5 separate regions of the Mus musculus genome follow, and all the other regions are linked to region 2. Evidence: chromatin contacts called from public Hi-C and promoter capture Hi-C data. All regions are on one chromosome and are shown on one strand. Each heading gives the region's core, a stretch centred on a gene start, on an enhancer-like site or on the middle of the called end of the contact. The rest is flanking DNA. Distances are from core to core; before and after follow the strand shown. Region 1 holds the start of Rps13 (ribosomal protein S13). Region 2 holds the start of Coq7 (demethyl-Q 7). Region 3 holds the start of Uqcrc2 (ubiquinol cytochrome c reductase core protein 2). Region 4 holds the start of Pik3c2a (phosphatidylinositol-4-phosphate 3-kinase catalytic subunit type 2 alpha). Region 5 holds the start of Nucb2 (nucleobindin 2).

Region 1 (4,609 bases), core at 793-3,292, 2.2 Mb before region 2:
AGAAATCTGCCTGCCTCTGCCTCCTGAGTGCTGGGATTGAAGGCGTGCGCCACCATGCCTGGCTTAGGTAACATTTCAAGAGAACACTGTCATGTGATTATATATCATCCATGCAAGCTTCCCCACTACTATGACAGAGATGAACTGACACTTAGCCAAAAAGGCAAAATGCCTACCACTATTCATTATTTACCATCTAGCTGATTTGCCAACCAAAAACCATATACTTACTATTTCCAATTAGGTGGGAGCACCCGCTTAGTCTTATAGTATCGAGCCAATCGGTGAATTCTGCTCTCTATCAGAATCAGGCGGAATTTAGCATCCTTATCCTAGAAATAAAAGAGATTTAAGAAAACCACCAACAAGTAAAGAAACTAAATAGCTTCTATGGTTAGGTTAAGTTCTTAGGGCAATTTTTTTAAGGAGGCAGGGTATCTTATTATTATACAGAATAAGTTGGTTGTCTTACAATGTGTTAGACCAGGCTGGTCTCAAACTCCAACAATTAAGGGCATGCATCACCAAATCCACAGAGGCAATTTAAACTCCTAGAATAAGGCCCATAGCCACAAACCTACACAAAAGCCCCAGCACCTGGGACCAACTGGATGTAATAGTTTAGGGGAGCTAAAAATCAAACCACCTATTTCTAGGAAACTATCATGTTGACTATTAGCCAGCACCCAGAACCACCTGAGAGGACTCAAGTGCGTTCTCCCCTCTGAAGATCCGCAGCGCAAGTGTCTCGACACAACACCTGGTTTGTTGTCCGCCTTACCTTTCTGTTCCTCTCAAGGTGCTTTCGGACAGCAACAGCTTTCTTAATCAAATGGTAGAGATCCTCGGGGAGGTCAGGGGCAAGGCCTTTGGACTTGAGGATTCTCAAGATTTTATTTCCAGTCACAAAACGGACCTGGGCCACCCCGTGTGAGTCCCTCAGGATTACACCTGAAAAGAGAAACACACTCAAGCACACACACATGCGATAAAACCCTAACAGCCAAACTCCAAATTTCCAGCTCACTCAGACATCCAAGGAAGGTCAACCCAACATGGAAAGTCCTTCTGGTGGAAACTGCGAATGTTGGAACACCATCATCACTGTGAGCTTGCCAGAATACATCTGACCAGAGGAAACAATGTGACTTCTACCTTTATATTTAGTATTAACTTAAAAGCAGCCCAACATTTATTTGTACCTATCTTTAAAACTGCATGTTATTGCTTTTAAACCTCAAATTACTTCAGATCAGCTGAGCCCATTTCACATGATTTTTTCTGCATATTTCTAGCGAACTTTTTATATCCTAAAGAGGATATTTTCCTCCGATGAGCAGTTATTCCCAGACTCAGAAGCCAAGCTACCAGAAACGAGTTATTTCCCATTTGTACAAAGTCAGAGCAGCTTAGAATCAATTCAGTTAGATGTGACTCAATCCCAGACAGCCCTTGCTCCGCTGTGGAAGCAGGAGGAACCTTTTTAACATACGGACTAGACACATTTGTTTCTCGAGAGCAGAAGGAAGAGATTACATCAACACTCACCTATCTGGGAGGGAGTCAGGCCTTTCTTGGCCAATTTGTAAATCTGTTCCTTCACGTCGTCAGACGTCAACTTCAGCCACTACAGATGGAAGAGAAATCGGCCTTAGGATGAGAGAGCACGGCGGCAACCTTCCACTTCGGGTCCCATCCTCCCGCGCACCGATCGCTTCCCACGCCGCCCTCCAACCCTCAGCCTCTACTCACCGTGGGGACGCTACGGCGGTAGGGCAGCGCCGACTGGGACAGGCCCTTCCTGAAAACAGAAGATAGGAAGTAAAGCGGCGGCCCGCGCCCCAAGCAGCCCCACTGTCCCTTCACCCGCAGCCCGCATCCTCCTCTCTCAGCCCCGCGCCCCAGCCCCGCAACCAAGGTCGGCGCCGCGGGCTCACCCGGGAGCGTGCATGCGACCCATGATGGCGGAGGTCTGGCAGCAAAGAGAGAACGAGGTAGGAAACGGCACAGGAAATCAAGCCGCACAGGAAGTGACGCCACTCACCGACGTTTGCTCTCGCGCGGGGGCGGGGCTACATAGTGTGGCCACCGGAGCCCGGGAGACTACGCGTCCCAGAAGGCATGGCGGCGAGGCGGTAAGTGTATGGCTGGGTTGCTACGCCTTGAACTCTTGTCTCTAGTCTTGCTCTTAGCCAGAGCAGCAAGTCTGTCTCTAACATCTCTTCGGAAGTCGCATCTGAGGGGACCTAGGGCGTGCTCGAGTCCTGGGCTGAAGGATTTGGATAAGCTGCGGGTTTCTCAGGGCTCCCTCTGCAGCCCCGAACTCGTGCGGTGTGGGATGATCGCAAAGCCTAGGTGCAGCCGGCGCTTCTCTCTAGATCGTTAATTCTAGGCTTCCGAGCCCCGCCCGGGTCTGTCCTCCTGTCTGCGCGCCTTTTCTACACAGGTCGGAGCGCAGAACCGCTCACCCCCGTCGGAGAAGAGTTGGGAACGAGGAAAGAAGCTTCGAGAAGATGAGGGGGAAAGGGACTACCCCGGGAGTTGGTCTTTTAAGGATGTCCTAGTCCGGTTCACCACAGAGCGTTCGAAGAATGGGTGAATATAACAATTTATTGTAAATGCAACAAAAAACAACAAAGACATGGACCCAAGAAACTCAGATCTACAAGACCCTGTTGACAAGTGAAGCGTGAGAGGTTTGAAACAGTACTGAAATACTGATCCAGTTTTCTTTTTTGTTGTGTTTGAGACCGGGTCCCTCAATGTAGTTTTGGTTGTTCAGGAACTCGCCTTGTAGACCAGGCTTGCTTCAAACACACGTTAAGTCTTTCTGCCTCTGTCTCTTAAAAAAATGCTGAAATGATGATGAAAGGTTTGAGCCATCATGCCCAGCTGCGTTCTTTTAACCCATTACTAGTTGAATTACGTTTTCCAAAACATTGGGAACTTGAACCAAATTTGTATTTATTTCCTGGCAAAGTTGTATTTGATTAATTAACCAGATTCACACTTTTAGCCCAGATATGTGATCCGAACATCAAGCTTGGCTTCAATTCGCAATCCCTAAGCAAGAATACTTCATTTCACTCTAACACATTTGTCCGAATACAAATTTAGGGTTCAATAGTCTTTCTCATTTCCACGAGTCACTCCAACACATCTCACCACAGAAACGTATCAAATACTTCATTGTTTCCACGGGTACCCCAATCCTATCCATCATCTCTCAGGCAGCTTAAGTGGTGTCCCATTATGTATACAATCCATTGTCTGCCTAGTGGTTAGTGGTCTCTTTGTAAATCCCTCTAAATTGTGTGTGTTAAAGATTGATTTATTGATTTATTTATTTAATATAAGTACACTGTAGCTGTCTTCAGACACTCCAGAAGAGGGCATCAGAACCCATTATAGATGGTTGTGAGCCACCATGTGGTTGCTGGGAATTGAACTCAGGACCTCTGGAAGATCTAAATTGTTTTTAAAGACTTTTACTGTGTGAATATGGGGTAAGAGGATAACCTTGTGTAGTCTTTTCATCTTTTTACCTGGCTTTGAATATCAAACTAGAGTTGTCAGTGCACAGCAAGCACTTTTGGCTACTGAGCCATCTCAGGGGCTCTCTTTTTATATTTTCTCCATGTATTTGAAATAAAACCCAAGTCCCTGGCCTCATGTCCTTCCACTTTGCCCTTATTTCTACTCATTCCAAGCACATTTTTTTTTTTCCTTTTTGGCTTTTGAGACAGGTTTCTCTGAATAACCCTGGCTGACCTGGTAGACCAGGCTGGCCTCAAACTCAGAAATTCACCTGCCTCTGCCTCCCAAGTGCTGGGATTAAAGGCACCAAGCACATTTCTTTTTTTTTTTTTTTTAAAGATTTATTATTTATTATATGTAAGTACACTGTAGCTGTCTTCAGACACTCCAGAAGAGGGAGTCAGATCTCGTAAGGGATGGTTGTGAGCCACCATGTGGTTGCTGGGATTTGAACTCCGGACCTTCGGAAGAGCAGTGGGGTGCTCTTACCTGCTGAGCCATCTCACCAGCCCCACCAAGCACATTTCTAATCCTATACATAGTAACATGTCTACCTGGAAAAAAATTAATATACTTTTAAAGATGTGTGTCTGTGTGTCTTGTCTGTCTTGGCATCACAGTACCTGCAGTGCCCATGGAGGCCAGTAGAGGGTATCAGATATTTTGGAACTGGAGTTAACAGAAAATTCTTAGTTGCTACATGGATGTTTGAAACTGAAACCAAGTCCTCTGCAAGACCAGTAAGAGCTCTTAACCCCTTAGCCTTCTCTCTAGCCACCCCCCCCCTTTTAAAATTACTTGTTTATACAGCTGTGCAAGCTGAGTGCAGTGCCCAGAGGCCAGAAGACGATATTGGGTAAGAACTAGAGTAATAAGCACTTGTACTTTGTACTGGGAACCAAACTCTAGTCTTCTACAACAGAAAGCCATTGTAGCACTAAGCCATCTCTCTAGCCCACTACCTGCAATAGTTTGAACTCTAGTACCGGCAAACAGCTTGGCACTCAGGCAAAACTCAGTTATTTCAAAGGATAAGCTTACATAAGCCATCTCTCTCTCTGAAGATTTTGGG
Region 2 (4,812 bases), core at 429-2,928:
GAGGCTGTCTCAAAACCAAATTAAAACCTATCCAGTAGCAAGGCTAGTTTTATTTTTTTAAGGAGACACACACTTAAGGTTTTTTTTTAATTATTATTATCATGAGGGTATATGAAACAAAGGAAACTAAGTTACTTCATAAATGAAAACAAGTGATTCTTATTGTTAACCTGTTCACTGGGTTAGCAAGGAACCTTAAAATTCACATCCCTGAGACCTGACTGCCTTGTTACACACTTTAAAATAAAGCTGAATCGCAGAGCTAGAAGCTCTCAAGAGTGCTGTTCCAGCCATGGTATCTGGGAGATTTTAAGTGGCAAATGAGAAGATTTTAAGTGGCTTATGGACACATAAATTACATACTAAGAGGCTCTTAAAAAGTCTCTTCTGATCCATTTATCACCAAGGAAAACATCTCTATAACTGGCATGTCTTGAAAAATATCCAAACACTTGCTAAGCACTCTTCTCTTCCAGAAAGAAAAACAACCTTGGACTCAAGCCTTGGAAGGCACACACAACAATATCTAATGAAGTTTCATAGCTGTTCTCATGGTATTGGTGGTGGTGGTGGTGGTGTGTGTGTGTGTGTGATTACTCATCCATTTGGGGGCAGACAATTCTGGCTTATTATTTACCAAAAGGATGTAGTTTCAATTAAATTACTTAATAAGTTGTAGTTAAACAAAAACACATCTCAAACCTCCAAACAATATTGCCTTCAGGCAAAATAGAAATCTAATGCTTGAAGATTTAGTTTCGAGAAAATGACCACGATTTTCTGGGGCAGCTCGGATGAATCAGACCTGAATCCAAACCTACCTCTCTCCATTCCAAATTCAAAGCTTACCATATTTTGCAATACAAACAGTCCCATGAGAGGCTTGATAAAAACAGAGACTCTACGGCTCAAAAGAAGGCTCAGCAGTTAAGAATGTGTACTGCACTTGCAAATGACTTGAGTTGGGCTCCCAGCACCCATATATAGGGATTCACAAACTGCCTGTTACTCTAGTTGCAGATTCAAACCCCAATTCTGGCCTCTCTAGAATTTAATTATTGTGCGCACGCACGCGCGCGCGCGCGCGCACACACACACACACACACACACACACACACACTTTTTAAAACTCTAAAACCTATCAATCCAGTGGATAATGAGGGGGACCCGAAAATCTGCATTTATAACAGATTGATGCTGTCGTCGGAAGGCTACTTTGCTTGAGAAAGTCCCGAGTGGAGACCGGAGGGACACTGCAGGACACTCAAGTTCCACACTTGCACTGACGTCACATCACAGGCTGGTAATCACTTGTTCCCCGGCAGGGCATCCTGCAGAAGTTCACCCGTTCCTATCAATCAACTAGACGTACTACAAACCCCACCCCCATGTCGCGCGCTTGTGACGTATAGACGTCCTCCCCGTGACATCCGTGACCTCCACTGCAAATAGTCACCGGCGAAGAGCCCCGCGCCGAACCACGACCCCGAACGGCCGGTACCTGAGAAGGGCCTCCGGACACCAGTGCGCAGGCGTCCCACGGAAGCAGCCGCTATGGCTCCGGCGGCGCTCATCGCTGCGGACAATGCAGCTATGGTCCAAACGCCCCGCCAATCGTGCTCTCGACTCAGGGTGATGACGCATAGATGCCGCGGACCGAGAGCCAGAGGAAACGCCCCTAGGCCCTGGATTACACCCGATTGGTTAGAAATGACCGATTCACGTACTCTATTGGGTCTTCCCCCTGTCGATCATTGTAACGTCGTGAAGGCGCCCGGTCGGCTCTTAGGGTTGATGCAGAGCTGCCCTGGAGAGGCATTTTAGGTTAGGGTTTCTCCCTGTCTTGGAAAGGCGACCCGCAGGTCACTGTTGTTTCCTCCACGTTATGGAGATTATTTTTCTCTATTAAGAGCCGATTTACACCTGAAAGTCAGCAATTACCTGGTAAAACATGCCAGTTTTCGGTGTAATTGTGGGTTTCCCAGTTTGTTTCCCGTTACTTTCCGTTCCTTCTCAATTTTTATATTGAGATTTGCTTCATTGTTCATCCTTTACTGGATTATTCATGGCCTAGTGCACATTAGTGATGAACATAGCTGTGTGTTGAGGGAAGGAAAATTTAGTAACATACATTAAACATTTTAAAGTGCATATCCATTAATATGACAGCTAGGATCTAGCCAATAGAAATAAATTTTCAAGTCAGATAAGTATATAAGGGGAAAAACCATACCTGCAAGGATAATCAGTGCCTATTATAGGACCACTAGAGACTGTGGCTTTAGGAAAACTAGAGTTTGCACCCTTGGCGGGAGGGGGGCGGGTATTTGATTCATAGCTACTGTAAAATAAATGAAACTACTAACCCATTCTATATAATTATAGTGTTCAATTAGTATACTACAGTAACTTAAAATTAAGACGAGCCCAAGTACTGGGCCTTAGCGGCAGTGAGGGTACTTAAATATTCCTGTGGAATACTCAACCTAAATCTGGCTCTCAAAGCCTTCAAATGTTCAGAACCTTTCCCGTGCATTCCACTTCTAGATCTGTCCTAAAGAGATAAAAGAATGTTGAGGTGTATGTCCTAGTTATTACTGGAAATTTTTGGAAGTGTTAAAAAATTGGAGCTAGAGAGAGCTCAGAAGTTGAGAACACTTCTTGCTCCTGTAGAGGACCTGGGTTTGATTCCCAGAAGCCACAGCAGGAAGCTAACAACGGCCTGTAACTCCAGTTCCAAGTGACCCAGCACTCTCCTCCGGACTCTCTGCACATGTGACACACAGACAAATACATGTTTTTTAAAAAGGTTACCATCAAGAGAATGCTAACAAACTATGACTCATGAGCACAGTTAGCAGCTCCCTGAAATGGATGTAATGACGAGTTCAGATCTGATTATGTCACTCAGGCTTGCCTTAAACTGGTGAAATGGCTGCTTTGGCCTCTGGAGCTTCCAGGGGTGTTAGAACAATGAACTTTGAAAGAACTTTGGATAAAATAGAACATTTAAGTGGAAAATATGAGACTACTACATTTTCTTTCTTCCCTCCATTTGTGCTTGCTTGCTTTCTTCTCCCTTCTCTCTCCTCTCTCTTTTTCTCTTTCTCTCTCTCTTTCCCTTCCTCCTCCCTCTTCCCCTTCCCCCACTCTGGTTATGAGACAAGAATTTCACCCTGTATCCAGATGACTTTCAACTTGCTGTGTCATCCAGGCTGGCCTTTGGTGCCTCTTTAAAAAAAACTTGTGTGCTTATGTGTAATTTTGATTTTTCTCTGTGGTTTTCAATGTTCTCATACTTTATAGTAAGCACTTTCATATTTTCAAAAGACAACGAAGAATATGTGATTCCATAATCAAATTCTGAAATATAAAAGCAAGTTTGTCTTAGTTTTGTATTTTAAGTGTAAGGGAACTGTCTCTGAAGGTGAAGGAATTTGTTCACAGTCACACAGCAAAGAGCATGTCCCATGTTTCAAGTACCTCTCATGCTCTGGACAGGTTTCTGGTAAAGCCTCACTCTACAGAGTAAAGATGTGTTCAGAAGTTCTCACACGGTCAGATCTTGTACCACCCAGGAAAAAATGAATTCTTCTGTTCGCAAATACTTAGAGCATAGTGGCTAGCTGCCATCAGATTTTTGGCTGTGAGGTCTGATTTGCCAACTTAACAGTTAATGCAAAGTAAAGACCTGTCTAACTGGATTCTCCTTCACTGAGATGAGAACATTTCGTGGCTGCGAGAACCTGCAGGTCTGCTCTGCCAGAAAGAAATAGAGAGGGAGAGAGAGAGAAAGAAGGAGAGAGAGAAACAGACAGATAGACAGACAGGCAGACAGACAGACAGAGGGGAGAGAGAATAGAAAAGAGAGGAAGGGGAAAGAGAAGGGAGAAAGAAAAACAGAACCGGAGCCTATAGTAGCAGACGGGAAGTGAAAATGTTTGCAAAGGCTTTTAAAGTTCAATTTCCCAGTGTTCCTATGGGGGAAGAATGACAATACCTACTTCAAGTACCCACCAGTGACTGCATAGTTACTGGAAATGTGTGTTACCACTGTGGAAGGCTAGATGGCCATTACAAAAGGGAGCTACTTGGAGAGAACATCAAGATGTTATTAAGGAGAAATTAAAAAATATGTATTCACAACACGCACCCAACACATATATAGCTACTTTCAATATTTATTATATATTTATAGAATATTAAAATAAATACAAACAGTGGCTTTCAATGGTAGCAAGATATAAAATGCTTAAGATATTGTCTTTGACGTTCAAAACACACAAACCTGCTTTTCTTTGGCTTCTTAATAGCCAAGAGGAGACAAGACTCATCTAACACATCCATCGATGTCAAAATGCTACTTCCTCTAACTGCAGTGACAAAGAGCAACTTTACTGAGTATTGCAGTTCTCTTCATCACTTAACCAGTGATGAAGAGCGTCTGTGGGTTTGAGGACAACCATACTCTAAAACTTTCAAGACACGGAATCAGGAGTTTAACACACACCCGTTAGAGAGCCGCACTTTAAAGCTATACAGACATTGCCTGGTTATTCCAAGTTATTAAAATATTCAAGTAGGAGGTGCACACATTAGCAGCACTAACTAAAACCAACATACCAATTGGCATATTTTGTTATCTGTTTTATAATAAAGAAAATATGTTGTTTATTTTATCTACCATTCCTACAAACATAGGACAGCAGATTATCCTCAGGGCCACAGTGAGGACAAGAATGCTTCATGAAGGCACTAGGCAAAAATGCCAGCAACCAGGATTTGTAGAATGAGAATGGAGTAAACTTTGGT
Region 3 (4,764 bases), core at 1,966-4,465, 2.1 Mb after region 2:
GACTACATAGTTGGACATAAGCAAGTCTCAAGAGACACATGAAAGTTGAAGTAATACCCTAAAACCTATCTGACCACCCCAGATTAAACAATAAATGAATATCAACAACAGAAACATCAGAAAGGTTACAAACTCATGGAAACTGAACAACTCACTACTGAATGAAAACTGGGTCAAGAAAAAAATAAAAAAACCTTTTATAGTTGGATTAAAATGAACACATGCATAGCCAAACCTACGGGACACAGGAAGGCAGTTGTTTTTAAGAGACAAGTTCACCGCACTAAGTGCCTCCATAATAGGAATGGAGAAATCTCACATTAGCAATGGAATGCCACACCTGAAAGCTCTAGAAAAGGAAATAACACCCAGAATGAGTAGATGGGATGAAATAATCAAATCAGGACTGAAATCCATAAAATAGAAAAAAATCAAAGAATTAATGAAAGGTGCTTTGTCTATAGATCTGTCAGCAAAAAAGAAAACCGATCTCTCCTTGCAATATGAATTGAACTTGTCTGATAGTTTAGAATGATTCCAGTGAAAATCTACCAGAATAAAAGACAAAGGTCTCAAGAGAACTCAACCATAAAGGTCAGGGTCTTCAAATTCTATCTTGAAACAATTTCAAGGACTCCATATTCATCTGCAATAGTGTTGAGTTTTACGGCAGAGACCTCCATATAAGCAGCAGTTAGTGTTGTGTAGGCCTGACACATGGCAAGTGGTCTATCTGGCCAGAAGATGGTGCTCATGCCTTGGATTTAAAACCAAACAGGCAAATCTGCAATGTTCTAAAACATGATGAAATTTTTATTCTTGTAGCAGATATCATGAAGTCTGCCACATTTGAACAGACAATTTCCCAATTAGGCTATATGGGTCAGTTTCCTGTACAGATGATGTTATAAGCTAAGAATAAAGGGGCCTTAATAAACAGGTATAAAGGTATGTGCTGGCCTGAACTGTGGCATGTTGAGGTTCCAATGACTAGAGAGAATCCTCAGGGTACAACGAATTTCGGGGCAGTGATTGCATTCATTTAACATTTTTAAGCTGCCAAGAAGCACTTAAAGAACTGTTCTAAGTCCTCAGTCATCGGGGAAATGCAAATCAAAATGACCATGAGATCCCACCTTACACCAATCCTAATGGCTAAGATCAAAATTTCAGGTGAATGTTGGTGAGGATGTGGAGAGAGAGAAACACTCCACCATTGCTGGTGGGATTGTAGACTGGTACAACGACTCAGAAATCAATCTGAAGGTTCCTCAGAAAACTGGAAACAGATTTACCTAAAGACCCAGCTATACCACTCTTGGGCATATATCCAAAAGATTCCCTGCCATGCCACAGGGGCACTTGTTCCACTATGTTCATAGCATCCGTATTTGTGATAGCCAGAAGCTGGAAACAACTGAGATGTCCCATGACAGAATGGATACAGGAAATGTGGTTCATTTACACAATGGAATACTACTCGGATATTAAGAATGAGGACAATCCTGAGTTTTGCAGGCTAATGGATGAAACTAGAAAGTATGATCCTGAGTGAGGTAACTGAGACCCAAAAGGACATGCATGGTATGTATTCTCTAATAAGTGGATATTAGCCAAAAAAGTACAAAATACCCAGAATACAGAACTCAAGAAGGTTAACAAGCCAAAGACCCAAGTCCTCAATCCCACTTGGGGGGGAGGGGTAGAAAGCATTAGGAGGGGGTGGGCAGAAGGAGGGACCTGGGTGGGAGAGGGGACAGGGAGAGGAAAAGGGGAACATGATCAGGTATTGGGGTAAGGGAGAATCAGGAGTGAAGCTCTGAGAGCCAGCAGAAAAGAATAGAAACCACCCCCCTCAGATGGGGGGACCCTCAGAGACCTGGGAAGTGAAAGACTCTCAGAACTCAAAGGGAGGGACCTTAAATGAAATGCCCAACAGTGGGGAAAGGGAACTTATAGAGTCCACCTCCAGTAGAAAAGCAGGACATCAAGTGGAGGGATGGGGTTGCCATCCCACAATCAAAAACTCTGACCCAGATCGTCCCTGTCTAAAAGAACTGCAGGGACAAAAATGGAGAACAGACTGAAGGAAAAGAGGTTCAGTGGCAGGCCCAAATTTGGATCCAGCTCAAGGGGAGGCTCCAAGGACTGACACTACCCTCAGAGAGGCCCAACAAGCAGCTGACTGAGACAGAAGCAGATAGTTACACCCAACCATTAGACTGAAGTCGGAGACCCCTGCGGTTGAATTAGGGGAAAGACTGGAAGAAGCTGAGGAGGAGGAGGGCAACCCCATAGCAAGACCAACAACAGTCTCAATTAACCTGAACCCCTGAGTTCTCTCAGACACAGAGCCACCAACCAGGCAGCATACATGAGCTAGTCCGAGGTCCCAACATATATACAGCAGAGGACTACCTGGTCTGGCCTCAGTGGGAGAAGAGGCACCTAACTTGAGAAACGAGGCCCCAGGGAGTACTGAGGCCTGGCGGGGGCATCCTCTTAGAGAAGGGGTAGGAGGAATGGGATGAGGAACTGTGGGAGGGGCGGACCGGGAATCTGGCAACGACTGGACTGTAAAAAAAATAAAAGTAACCAAAAACATTTTTAAGCAGCTATGCGGCTTCATGAAAGCAGTGGTTCCCGAATTAGTCTCAATCATAGTGTAACACACGAATGATTTGTGCCATATGTCTGTATCACCAACAGTTAAACATTTTTAAGTACAATAGAAGACTATATTAAGTCCCTGATTATACACACACGCGCAAATTTGCGCGAGAAAATTTCACGAGATTGAGTCCTTGCTGGTGACGATCTCCTTGCGGCAAGGAGACCTACAAGTGTGTCGATCTGTTCGACGAGACATTCGTCCTGCCAGTTTCTGTGAACTCGGTCACCAAGTTCGCGGTACCGGGAAGACTACAGTAAAAGTGGCGAGGGACGACCTCCGAGGAACAGGGAGTGCCGACGACTCCCGGACTTGCGAGGACTCACGGGCAGGCCCAAGACGGCTGGGGTGACTGTGACGGCTGCAGACGCAGCTGGGATTACAGGCTGCATGTCTTTTGCAGAAAAAGAACTCAGAAAGGATAACCTACAAAAGCTGCAATCTAGTCCGGGAGACCTCTAGCCTCTCCCCAGGAGCTGGGCTCGTCCCGCCTACCGGAGCAGTAGAGCACTGCATGCGTAGAGGGCCGCCGGTACAAGGGGGCGTGGGCAAGCTCGCAGTGCACACCGGGAAACTCGGTCCTCCGACCCCATCTTGCTTTGCTGTCTGCAGCGGTGACCGTGGGAAAGGGCAACTGCTAGAGCCATGAAGCTCCTCAGCAGGGCCGGGTCCTTCTCGGTGAGCATGGGACGTGCGTGGGGCAGGGCTGGGGACGCTTGTCGGCCACTCAGGAGCTGGGTGCGGAGTGTGCGGCCTTGGCCTCAGGCCTGGGTCTGCCCTTCAGGTAAACCCCGCGGAGAAGGGGGCTGCCAGCGAGCCGAGGCCTGGGAGGCTCGGCGGGTCCTGTGAGCAGCCGAGAGCTAACGCGGGGAAAGCGGAAGAGGAGGGTGGCCTGGAGAGTGGCGGAGAAGCGGCTCTCGGGAGATTCCTGAAGGTCACTCGAGAAGCAGGTAGGGTGTAGGCCAACGCCACCCGGGCCGCCTGCTTCCCCTACCTACGACCTCTGCCCCTGGGTTGATCCCGAGGCGTCGGTTTCCCCAATGCGTGCGAGTTTATTAAATTCACAAACGCGGTGCGCTGCTTATCTCAGTGCCGGCACCTTCGTTCCTGTCAGTACTCAGTCCCCGCATTCCTTAAGATGCTCGTTTTCTCGGGGTCCCATTTAAAGGCTTCCTCCAGGAGGGGCTCTTGATCTTTCTTCAAGACTAGCCCTAAAATATGTAGTTGTCACTTGCGGTGAGGAGAGGAGTACCTCATGTGTGTCAGCACGTTATCACGCTGGAATCGTGGTTTTCAAGAGATGAGAATGGGAGCATTTAAACTTCAACAAGGGCTAATTTGCCCCTACTAGCCGGTCACATGCGGAGCTTTTTATTCGTAACCACCTGTTGAGAGAGTGCTTCTAGCATCTAGAGGTCAGCGGTGCAGCTAGACATCCAACCATACAACAGCAGCCCCTACAGCACAGTTACAACGCGGAAATGCCAGGAGTGTCTGTGTTGAGAGACGACTAGACAGTGATACACCAGGCCTGGGCATAGTGTTTCCTTGTGCTTTATACTTACATATATGTGTTGTACAAATTTAGGCTGCAGTTGTATTCCTTGTGCCTAGACAGACCAATTGCTAGCAGTCCTTAGAGAGCAGGACTTTCCATGTGTTATTAAAACAAAGTAGAAATTGTATCTAAGTCTTTCCTGAAAGGAACCCAAAAGAAGCAGGAGATTTTAAACTTCACTACCCAAAAGCACAGAAGTGGAAGTGTGGATTATTCATATGTGGACTGTTACACTTGGATGTTACAGGAATTACATCTTGGGCACAGCTAAAAATTCACAGCTAAAAATCACAAGTGGCTGCATATACCTTATCCAGCAAACTAAAATGAAAATGACACAGTTAATTATATTCATAATTTACAAGCAGGACTGAAGGGATAAAGTAGTAATTCCATGAACAGGTGAAAACCAGCAGCCAGATTAGCCCAGCACTGACTGAGTGTTCAGCATACAGCAGTCTGGGCAGTGCCGAGTAGGAGCATTATAGAACTTTACAGGTACACTTGACAACATGTTTAGTGGATCTTAGCATCA
Region 4 (4,850 bases), core at 1,252-3,751, 2.1 Mb before region 2:
TTCTCATCAGACCTGCTCATTTCTTTAGCTCTCAACCCAGGAGATCACAGCCTTCTTTGGAACTATGAATCCACCACTGTCTTTATAACCAACTGGCTAACCTGTCTTCCTAGGTGGATTGAACAATTTCTACTTTGTTTTCTTTCTCTCTTTTCCTCCTCCCTCCAGTTTCTCAGGGTTGGTTTATAGCCCAACTCAGTTACAACTATCAAATGAAACCACCAAACTAAAGGGGATATGGCTCAGTGGTAGAGTCCTTGCTTAGGCCCTAGGTTTAATCCCTAGTACTGGGAGGGTAGGGTGTGTGTGTCCAGATTAAACAAATCATCAAATTCTGTAAATTTAGCACACTAAAATATCTTCAGTATTTGCCTGTCTTGGAAATATGATCAATTAGTAAAACAGATTAAGTTGTCTTATTAAATAAAGCAAGGTAAGTTACAACTTCATTCTGAAAGTACTGAGAATCAAACCTGTGGTTAGACAAGTTTCCTTAGCTATACCCCCAGCTCACAGAACTTTTGCTGTTTTGCTTTTTGTTTTTGGAGCTAGTCTTCTGTAGCTCAGGCTCATCTCTACAGGTATGTGGTTAAAGCATTTAAGAAAGTGCTTTGTACCTCTCCTGATCTGAAGGGTTGATGTGATGCTGTGAGGCAAACTCTGAGCTCTTAGAAACAGCCTGTCTTTAGGTAGAAATGCACTGAATGTGCCGAACTTATTACATTCCAAACAATATGCCAGATTTACTCTTGGGCACAGAAATGTACATAGCAACATAAAACTGAATGGAAAATTTGGAGCTCTAAATAGATGCAACAAAGAATTATACACTTACACAGCTAATTACAGAAAGTTGTTTCTAAAATCCTGAAAGCAAACAAGTCAACCTTTATGCTCTATAAAAATGAAAAAAGATTGAGACCACTAAAGTATAATGTTTGCAAGTTAGACTGCAAGCAACATGCACACCAATCATAACCCAGCTTTGCTTCCTTTATTATTATTATCATTTTTAGAGACAGTGTCTCACTAGGTAGACTAGGCGGACCTTAAATGTGACTCTCCTACCAGAGCTCTGCAGTGCAGACAAGCATTGCAATTATAGGGTGCACCACCATGCCCAAGACAACGGAGGTTTTTACAAGACAAACTGCTTTCAATATGAATTCCGCCAGCACCCATGGGAATCTGTGGAGGTGCTGTATTTATTATGTATCTATGTTAAAAATCACTTTGAAACTAAGTTTGAGTTAACAAATATCTCTCTCTCAGTTACAATGCTTTTCAGTATTCAAAACACTGAATGCCAAACTTGCAGGCAGTTTCAAAAACTTGAAAATTTCAACCAAGGCACTTCAGCGTGGTCTGTAACCTTGAATAACCAACTCCAATTACAGCAGAGCTACTTAACAGTTTCTCGTGGAGAAAGAACCATCAGGGAGGCAAGAGTACAAAGTCTTCCCTGGAACCAGTGTTCCAGGACCTCTGCGCAGCCTCTCTTCCCGAACACTACTTCACCAACCCCCTAAGAATAGCCTTTTATTTTCTGTCCTTGGCTTGAGATGTACCACATTCAGTGATCTCCCCCCCCCCCCGCCCCCCGCCCCGAAGGCAGTATTCTTCCTGACACCTACCTGGAAAGATTTAGGGATACTTTTTAAGAAGTAATCTTGTTCAAACAGGGATGCTTCCTTCGTGTCACTGAATTCAAACACCCACTGGCTAAAATAAAAATATACTAATTAGGACTTCACCTTCTATCAGGACAACACGGTGAAAGAACTACCGTATACACTCCCCTCCTCTTCAATTATTCCTTGTTCCTCAGTCACGCAGGAAGAGTTAAATATTCTTACTTTAATGCCCTAGCAGAAAGATGATGCACTAAATATACACAAATATCATTGCGTTCCCAAAGCAAGCAGTTTCTGGATTTTTGTTTTAAGGTAACGAGGTGAAGGGTCTCAGAAGAAAAAGAACCACCCGAGGCTCTAAAAACCGAGCTGGGAGAGGAGAAGGAAGAGGCCATAGCAGAAGTTCAACAGCCACTCTCCAGAACAGTCGGGACAGGAGCCTGGGACCGCCACCGCGGCTCCCTCGCTGTCCCGGGGGACCGTGGGGTGGCTTCCCCTCCCCCGCCCCCCGAGGGACAGCAGCGTCCGGCGGCCCGCGACAAAGGGGCCTGGCGCGGGGCGCTGGCGACCGTCGGGTGGGGGACGGGGCCCCGAGGAAGGAGTCAGAGAGGATGGAGTGACCAAGGGGCACGGCGGCCGGGTCCCTCCCCTCTGAGTCCCTCGGCGGCTGCGCAGAGCCAGGTCCCGCTCCGCACGCACCGGCAGCCCCTCACCTCACGCTGCGGGAGTCTTGGTCTTCACCGCAACCCGAGCCTTCGCGCCCTCCAAGGTCCGAGCCATGTTTTTCTCCCGCCTCAGCTGGCTCAGCCGGCCGCTGAGGAGAGCTTCGACTGACTCCGCGGCCAGCCGAGCTCTGCACGTCACTTCCGATGGTGCAAGCACCGCCCCCGTACTTGAGCGCCTTGCGATTGGCCGACGCGGATGGCCTACCTGAGATGGCGGGCGGGGCGCAGGCGGAGCCTGAAAGGCAGCAGCGGGGAGGTTGCGGGATGGAGTGTGGTTGCCCCGGGGAATGGGTGTCTTAGGCGCGGCCGGCCGGGGGCCTCTCGGGGAGGCTACCCCGGGACTCCTCCTGGCCGGCCTCGAGCTCCGAAGCGCCCTTTGTTCCCGGGCCCTGTCCCAGCACCGCGCGCCTCTGATCTCTGGCTTGCGGTTGCCTGGTTTGAGGTTTTGGCCCCAGGCCGCCCAGAGATTAGCTTGGTTTGGAAGACAGAAAAGAACAGTCAAGACGAAATCTTTCATTCCCTCCAGCGGTCGGCGAGCTCTCGCGGACGTTCAGGTGCTTCGAAGTTTGCATTAGCTCGTCGTGTGGGCCCTGGAAAGGGCTGGATGCGTGCGTGCGGCGTTCTCGCCTTGGTGTTTGCTGACAGCCCCGCCGCGGCCAGGTGGGCAAGGTTAGCCCGGTAATAACAGCGCTCGGCCAGACATCACACCCAGGCCCCATAGTAATCATACCTTTCTCGTGAGCGCGGACTGCAATTGGGCTTGTAAAGAGTTTAGCGCTCTGTTGTCTGATTCAAAACTGTGAAGCAGATGGGAGAATTATTCCCGTTTTACAGATTGCAAAAGACGACTGTCGGTAACTGTCGGAGGAGAGGAATGGCAACGTAAACTGGCAGAGTCTGCTTGGGTTTTGGGATTTCGAAGTGTATTCCCAGCATTTCCCCCTTTCCTTTAGTAAGGGAGGAGAGACCTCTGATCCTTTTGGTTTAAATAAACACGCTTGCACTTCTAGAGGCTGGATGAAGTTCTGCTTTAAGGGGAAGCGGGAGAAGGGGGCAGGGAAGGAGGGCAGGGAAGGGAATATGAGAATGTGGCATCTTCCTGTAGTCCAAGCTGAAGCTAAGACAGGAGATTACTCTAAAGCTCAGCAGTTCAGGACCTGTCTCCAAAAACAAACAAACAAACCTAGCTCAGTGGTAGTGCACCTAAGTAGGTTTAGTCTCCAGCACTAGCTGAAAGCAAAAGGAAAGGCTATTCTAGGGAGAAGTCTAGGAGCAACTTCTGGCTGTACCACCCTCCCTCCCAGCCCCTAGCTGTCTACTAGCCCCACCTCCACGCAAGCTTACACACCCCAGAAGAATGTCCCTTAGGAATCTGCTCAGCTCTACAGCATTGTTCTGCTTTATCTTCTCATCAAAGGAGGAATTTATACACTTGGCAGCTCTTCCTCAAGATTTAAAAGGGTGAGGAAAAGGAATTCTCTCAGGACTGGCTTCCTACCTTCTGCTGGAAAACAGAGTGTGCCTTTAGGAAAGAAAAGAAAACACTGAGTCTTATGGGAAGATAACTTGGTGTTCTCTCTCTCTCTCTCTCTCTCTCTCTCTCTCTCTCTCTCTCTCTCTCTCTCTCATCTCTCTGATCGAGAAAGGGAACTATCTTCTTTTGGTCCCTGGTAGCTTATGCCCTCCCTGGTTTGACTCAAACAAATCCTTGTTGAAATTCTGGCTTTCTCATTTATTGTGGCTTTTGTATGGCCCCACAGGTAGGAAGTGCAGTAGACTGAGAAGCTGAAGACTTAGGTAGCTTCCAATTGCAAATTGTTAGGTGTCAAGAAGCTGGGCTAGGAGCCCCCTCTCAGCCCCTCCTCTGCCTGGCAGTGGTGCCTGCCGATGGTTGTTAAACAATGTGAACAGACTTGTAAAGAAAGTGCAAACCATGCTTGCTGTCCTTTGAGACCGATTAGACACTAGCTAACAGCTACTTTCTCCTACTGGCTTCAATTTTAAGACTTGATAGTAAAAAGGAAAAAAAAAAAAAAGAATTAAGGGGTTGCATTACATTTAAACTGCTCCAACCATAACTTCCCACAGAGAACTTCATGGCATAGCCAATACCCCCAAACTTCTTCCAGTACCAAGTACGAAATAGGGACCCTTTCTCTTTTACCATATATAAAAAGAATGGCTGACATTTATGGAGCATTTCCTGAAACCAGACCCTGTTCTTTGAATTGCATTACTGAATCCCACCCACAACCTGAATGAAAAGGGGCCATTATGTCCTTGATTTATACTTGAGCACTTTGAGGACCAGAGAGAAAAGCAATTTTCCAAAGGCCACCCAGCTATTAAATAAAAGTCCAGGGTGATGCACGCCTTTAATCCCAGCACTCGGGAGGCAGAGGCAGGCAGATTTCTGAGTTCGAGGCCAGCCTGGTCTACAAAGTGAGTTCCAGGACAGCCAGAGCTACACAGAGAAACCCTGTCTCGAAAA
Region 5 (4,530 bases), core at 802-3,301, 2.0 Mb before region 2:
AGGTGTCGTCACCTCAGTCACCATACTCCTGTTCGCTGTCTTCTTCCTTTAATTACATCATTGGATGAATTCCACCTTCTCGTTTGCCAGGTTTTACTGATCTGCATCAGATTTCTATGAATCATACAGACAGATCAGCACCAGGGTTTCTAAGGTTTGCCCTTAGAAAATCTATGCCCAGTTTTTGTGCCCCATTCACATGGTATTTGTCCTTGTGATAGGTTAATAGGTAATGGAAATGTTCAAGGCAGTTCCTGGCTTTAATAAGTTAATAGTCTAGTATCTTGTTTTTGTTTCATAAGGCAGGTTCTTACAGAGCTCAGGCTGGCCTGGAATTCCCGATTCTTTTGTTTCCATCTACCATATGCTAATCCTGAAGGCGTGGGGACCACCGTGCCTAGTGAGTCTAGCAATTCCCACAGTGCTGGGGTGGAATATCAACTCAAATATTACAGGATTACTAACGATTCTTAGGATGTAGGTAATATCTCTCAAGTTGAAATTTAGTGTGCCTATAACATAATCTTTTATCCTCTTCAAGTGTCATTACATTCAACTTGTTCATTTTTTTTTAAACATATGTCTCTGCTCTCAATCCCTCAGTGGAAGCAGAGCCACAAAACAAAAAATGGACAACATTCTAAAACACAAAAGGAGCTTAGCTTTGGGATATTATTCAAAGTAAGTGGACGAGAGGTGTGGATAAGAGTTAAAATCTAGAGGCTGAGGTTTTGGTTTAGTCACCATCCCAAGAATGGCCGAGTTAGTACAATGTGACTGACTCTTTTTTATAGACTGTAAGTGTGTGTGTGTGTGTGTGTGTGTGTGTGTGTGTGTGTGTGTGGCTGTTACTGACCCCATTTTATACACAAGGAAATGGAAGCATAGTGCTCTGATACCTTCTTTAGGATGGGTTAGAAAAGTTGAGTGTTGCAAGAGAGAAGTCTGATCTCTAATGGTGCACACAGCCATTAACCCACGTTGTGTCTTGCTAACAGTGGTTTCCATTGCAGTCTACCCTCCCCTGGATCTGTGGGTTCTTCGTTTGTAGATTCAACCAACTAGAGATAGAGAGAATGAGACAGAGAGCGAGCGAGCGAGAGTGCTAAGTGCCAGCATTCGTGTGTCTCTCTCTGCTTCCTGATACCTTGTGCCAGCTGCCTCAAGCTTCTTCTACTGCTGTACTGAAGCACACCCTTAAACTGTGAGCAAAACAAACAAGCAAAACCCCAAAACCAAACCAAACCAAACCAAACCAAACCAAACCAAACCAAACCAAACCAAACCCCTCTTCCTTCTTTAACTGCTTTTCTTAGTATTTTTCGTTGCAGCAAGGAGACCAGCCAGTCAGTACACAACCTAGGACCTTTTTCTTTGGGTTGAAAAACAAAACAAAACAAAACAAAACAAAACAAAACACCCTAAAAATCAGTCAGGTGCGAGTAACTGGCACTCACGCTTCAAAACCAGCTCCAAGGCTCTAAAGCTTTTCTACCCTCCAAGCACGTACAAAATGCCCCACGGTTAAAATGTTGTTAATGTTAAATGTGTTGAAGATGTCTTGACTCCACGGGGCAGAGAGAAGAAAAATCTGTATCTGAGAGGTAAATGCTATTAAGTCACAGGGACTCAGGGACCACGATAAGGAGGGTGGGGGTACGTTAAATACCAGTCTGAGTCCCTGCAGGAAAGAGGCTCTCCAAGACTCACAAGAGGGCTACCACTTTTTTCTCCACCACTGTGGGCGCTGCAGGCTCATGCCAGAGACCAAGAACCTGGCAAACCCTAAGATTTTGTGGGGGATCCCCGGGCATCACTTCACCCTACTAAGCCATGCACTAAGAGCTAGTCTAAGACAGCAAGGGAAGGAAGAGGCGCGGCTTCCTCACGCTTCGGAGAGCGCCACGTCCCTCTTGGCTAGTTCTTCCAGAAGCGCCTTCGCGTAGGCGCGTCCCTGGACCAGTTCACCAATAGGAGTCCTCCGCGATCCGGAGCTGGACCAATTAGCGGCTGTGGGGGGAGGAGGCAGTCACCATGGCAACCAGGAGGCGGGCACGCATTAGGCTGTGGATCAGAGCAAGGCGGAGGGCCGTGGGCAGGGAAAACTGGTGTGCTCGCGGCGGGCATCAGTCGGCTTAGCCTCGCGCGCCGGGACCCTGCAGAGAAGGTCAGTGGCGCGGAGCAGGGTGTAGATCCCAGCCTCGAGGAGGCTGGACGGGTCACAGAAGAGAGGGCGCAGGTCTGTTCTTGCCCTGCCCATGGTTGTGGGCATGGAGGGCCGAGTTCTGGGCGGGCAAGGTTGGGGAGGGTCTCCCAGCTGAAGCCGGAGGCGTCGGGTCCACTCCACCACTCTTCTAGCTACAGAGCGCTTGAGCTTTTCTTCCGGGTGGGTAGCACGAGCAGGCAGAGTAGGTGCTGGACCCAGACTGGGGCGGGGTACGTGGGCGAGGGGCTCGCCCACTGGTGAGGTCTCTGGACCTATCGATTCCCGGCTGATGCTCCGCGCCCCCCCGCCCCCCTCCAGTTGTGGAGCAAAGCTAGGCCCAGGAACACAGCTCTTCCCCGGGGTATGTGAAACCAGCATCTGCCACTAAGGAGAAAGTTCCTGCCAGCTGTAGTATCGTTTGCCCCAAAGTGACAAATTAGGTGAAAGAGGATACATTTTGATTTAGGGGGAAGAGAAAGATGTTACTTTCTTGTTGCACCTGCTGAATGTTACCTCCGTGGGCTGGTGTGGTTATTGTGGTTGATACAGACAGCAGTCTTACCAGACAGTTATTTTGCAAAATCAGAAAGGGGTGGAGGGGAAGAGAATGAAAATGAACAGGAACCCTTGTTCTGATAATTTATACCTTTTACACGGGTTAATGTACCTTTTACACAATTGAATGCCGAGTGCTATCATCTAAGTTTCTTATTTAAGAAACTGTGGATAAATAATATACATTTTATCCCCCTCCCCAATCATCCTGATTTTGACAAAAGGCAGGAAAGTGGTGACTCACACAATATCAGCTGTTAGGGGAGCCTGAGGCAGGAGGATACGGGGCTTAAATGAAAATATTTGTTATAGTGAGTTACAGTTAATTTTGGGATTTCCCTACAGGAAAGCTTAAAATGTTGAGATGATTGTCCCAAAGAATTGTCAAGAGGTGATAGTATTCTACCAGGCATTTGGACCAGGGAGCCTTTGGCTATTTAAATTGCTTCTTAAGGTCTTCCCTGGCTGGTTTTGTTAAGAAACTGGACTTGAGTAATGCTCAGATTATTTTATCTTAGAAATTGTATCAGGAGTTTTCCCTCACATAAGCTGTGTTATGGTTCTATAAAACTCAAATTCAACAAATAATGGTCCATGTTCCAACACATGTTCCTTGGTTAACACAATTAACAGGGTTGCACATTAAAATAATGGAAATTTAGGATTACAAATGAAATCTCAGATAGTATCACTCTAGTTATTAGGTGAGCACAGGACTCTCCATCATTAGGTTTGTCTGATGTGGGTCAAAAATTCATTTCCAAGAGCCATCTAGATGACTCGGTGGATAAAGGCGCCCGCAGCCAAGCCTGATCTCCCTCTGAGTTTGGTCCCAGTGACCCATAGGGTAGAAGGGGGCACCAGCTTCTGCAAGGTGTCCTTTAAAACATCCATAAATACATTGTAACAATTCCTCTCTGCCTCCTTGTGGGTTTACAGATGCTGTTCTTAGGCTATTTTCATTTACCCACTGCTCTGTGGTGGAGCCCCTGTCGCATTTACTCTCCTCTGTTCCCTAAGGTACTTACTGTTCATTTCATACTGTGTGTGTGTGTGTGTGTGTGTGTGTGTGTGTGTGTGTGTATAGGCTAGAGGCCCATTTCAGATGTCTTCAATTACTTCCCACCTTATGTTTTGAGACCTGGAACTCACCTATTTGGCAGAGTATCTGGCCAAGGATCTCTATGGATCCTCTGTCTCCACCTTTCAGTTTAAGCCTTCTGAGTGCTGGCATTACAGATGTTGACATGACTTTTGCCAGGTTCGTTTGTGTTCACTAAATACAAAGTGAAATGTAATCATAAGAAGGCAATTGGGACACTTTTCAAATCAGTAGTTATTGATTATGGGCGTTAGTTCTGGTGTCTTTGTTTTAGGATATGTTGTGTGTGTCACTGCAGACAGCAGTACAATAATGTATGTTAAACTTGTGGCCTACTTCCTAAGGACACTTTTAGTGACTGGTGTCTGCAAAATATTTCTTGAGTATTTGGGAGTTGGAAGGGTCAAGTGCTGGTTTTTAAAACACATTGAAGGGCTGGCAAGATGCCTCTGAGGGAAAAGGTGCTTGCTGCTAAGCCTGATGTCCCACGTTCAATCCCGTAACCCATGTCAAGGTGGAAAAAGAACCAACTCCCCCAAGTGTTCCTCTGACTTTTACTTAAGTGTCATGGAGCTCGTGTGCACATGCATAAAATAAATACATAAAAAGTAAAACACAAAACATGTGTTGAAAATAATTTATACCTATTTAATTTTTTTGAGGCAGA

Evidence for each region. Promoter capture Hi-C pulls out the DNA fragments that hold promoters and counts their contacts. A called contact is a pair of places that touch in the nucleus more often than the background predicts. Capture Hi-C pulls out chosen DNA fragments and counts their contacts.
Region 1: a Hi-C map of B cells shows a contact between it and region 2, with 5 read pairs. The contact joins the promoter of Rps13 here to the promoter of Coq7 in region 2. A contact is called at or near these places in 1 of 484 Hi-C or Micro-C datasets (B cells), 1 of 115 datasets of contacts at active chromatin or transcription factors (astrocytes) and 1 of 9 other capture datasets (liver).
Region 3: a promoter capture Hi-C map of adipose tissue shows a contact between it and region 2, with 3 times the contacts expected there. The contact joins the promoter of Uqcrc2 here to the promoter of Coq7 in region 2. A contact is called at or near these places in 1 of 484 Hi-C or Micro-C datasets (CD4 T cells) and 2 of 9 other capture datasets (adipose tissue and liver).
Region 4: a contact with region 2 is called in a promoter capture Hi-C map of pre-B cells, with 7 times the contacts expected there. The contact joins the promoter of Pik3c2a here to the promoter of Coq7 in region 2. A contact is called at or near these places in 3 of 39 promoter capture datasets (cranial neural crest, hippocampal neurons and pre-B cells), 1 of 484 Hi-C or Micro-C datasets (CD4 T cells), 1 of 115 datasets of contacts at active chromatin or transcription factors (astrocytes) and 1 of 9 other capture datasets (adipose tissue).
Region 5: a promoter capture Hi-C map of pre-B cells shows a contact between it and region 2, with 9 times the contacts expected there. The contact joins the promoter of Nucb2 here to the promoter of Coq7 in region 2. A contact is called at or near these places in 2 of 39 promoter capture datasets (cranial neural crest and pre-B cells) and 2 of 115 datasets of contacts at active chromatin or transcription factors (astrocytes and large pre-B cells).

Annotation. Positions count from the first base shown.
Region 1 is chr7:116,332,148-116,336,756 of GRCm38.p6, forward strand. It overlaps Rps13 (ribosomal protein S13), which reads right to left and starts at 2,043. Exons shown (of 6, transcript NM_026533.3): 1 at 1,938-2,043; 2 at 1,753-1,801; 3 at 1,549-1,627; 4 at 782-951; 5 at 232-332. The coding sequence starts at 1,960. Snord14a (small nucleolar RNA, C/D box 14A) reads right to left here and starts at 1,110; the gene lies at 1,024-1,110. Gm10589 (a long non-coding RNA gene) reads left to right here and starts at 2,022. Exons shown (of 2, transcript XR_869889.2): 1 at 2,022-2,135.
Region 2 is chr7:118,531,678-118,536,489 of GRCm38.p6, forward strand. It overlaps Coq7 (demethyl-Q 7), which reads right to left and starts at 1,679. Exons shown (of 6, transcript NM_009940.3): 1 at 1,502-1,679. The coding sequence starts at 1,574. Tmc7 (transmembrane channel-like gene family 7) reads right to left here. Exons shown (of 16, transcript NM_172476.4): 16 at 4,167-4,812.
Region 3 is chr7:120,631,974-120,636,737 of GRCm38.p6, forward strand. Uqcrc2 (ubiquinol cytochrome c reductase core protein 2) reads left to right here and starts at 3,216. Exons shown (of 14, transcript NM_025899.2): 1 at 3,216-3,349. The coding sequence starts at 3,317.
Region 4 is chr7:116,440,957-116,445,806 of GRCm38.p6, forward strand. It overlaps Pik3c2a (phosphatidylinositol-4-phosphate 3-kinase catalytic subunit type 2 alpha), which reads right to left and starts at 2,502. Exons shown (of 33, transcript NM_011083.2): 1 at 2,348-2,502.
Region 5 is chr7:116,502,318-116,506,847 of GRCm38.p6, forward strand. It overlaps Nucb2 (nucleobindin 2), which reads left to right and starts at 2,052. Exons shown (of 14, transcript NM_001130479.2): 1 at 2,052-2,167.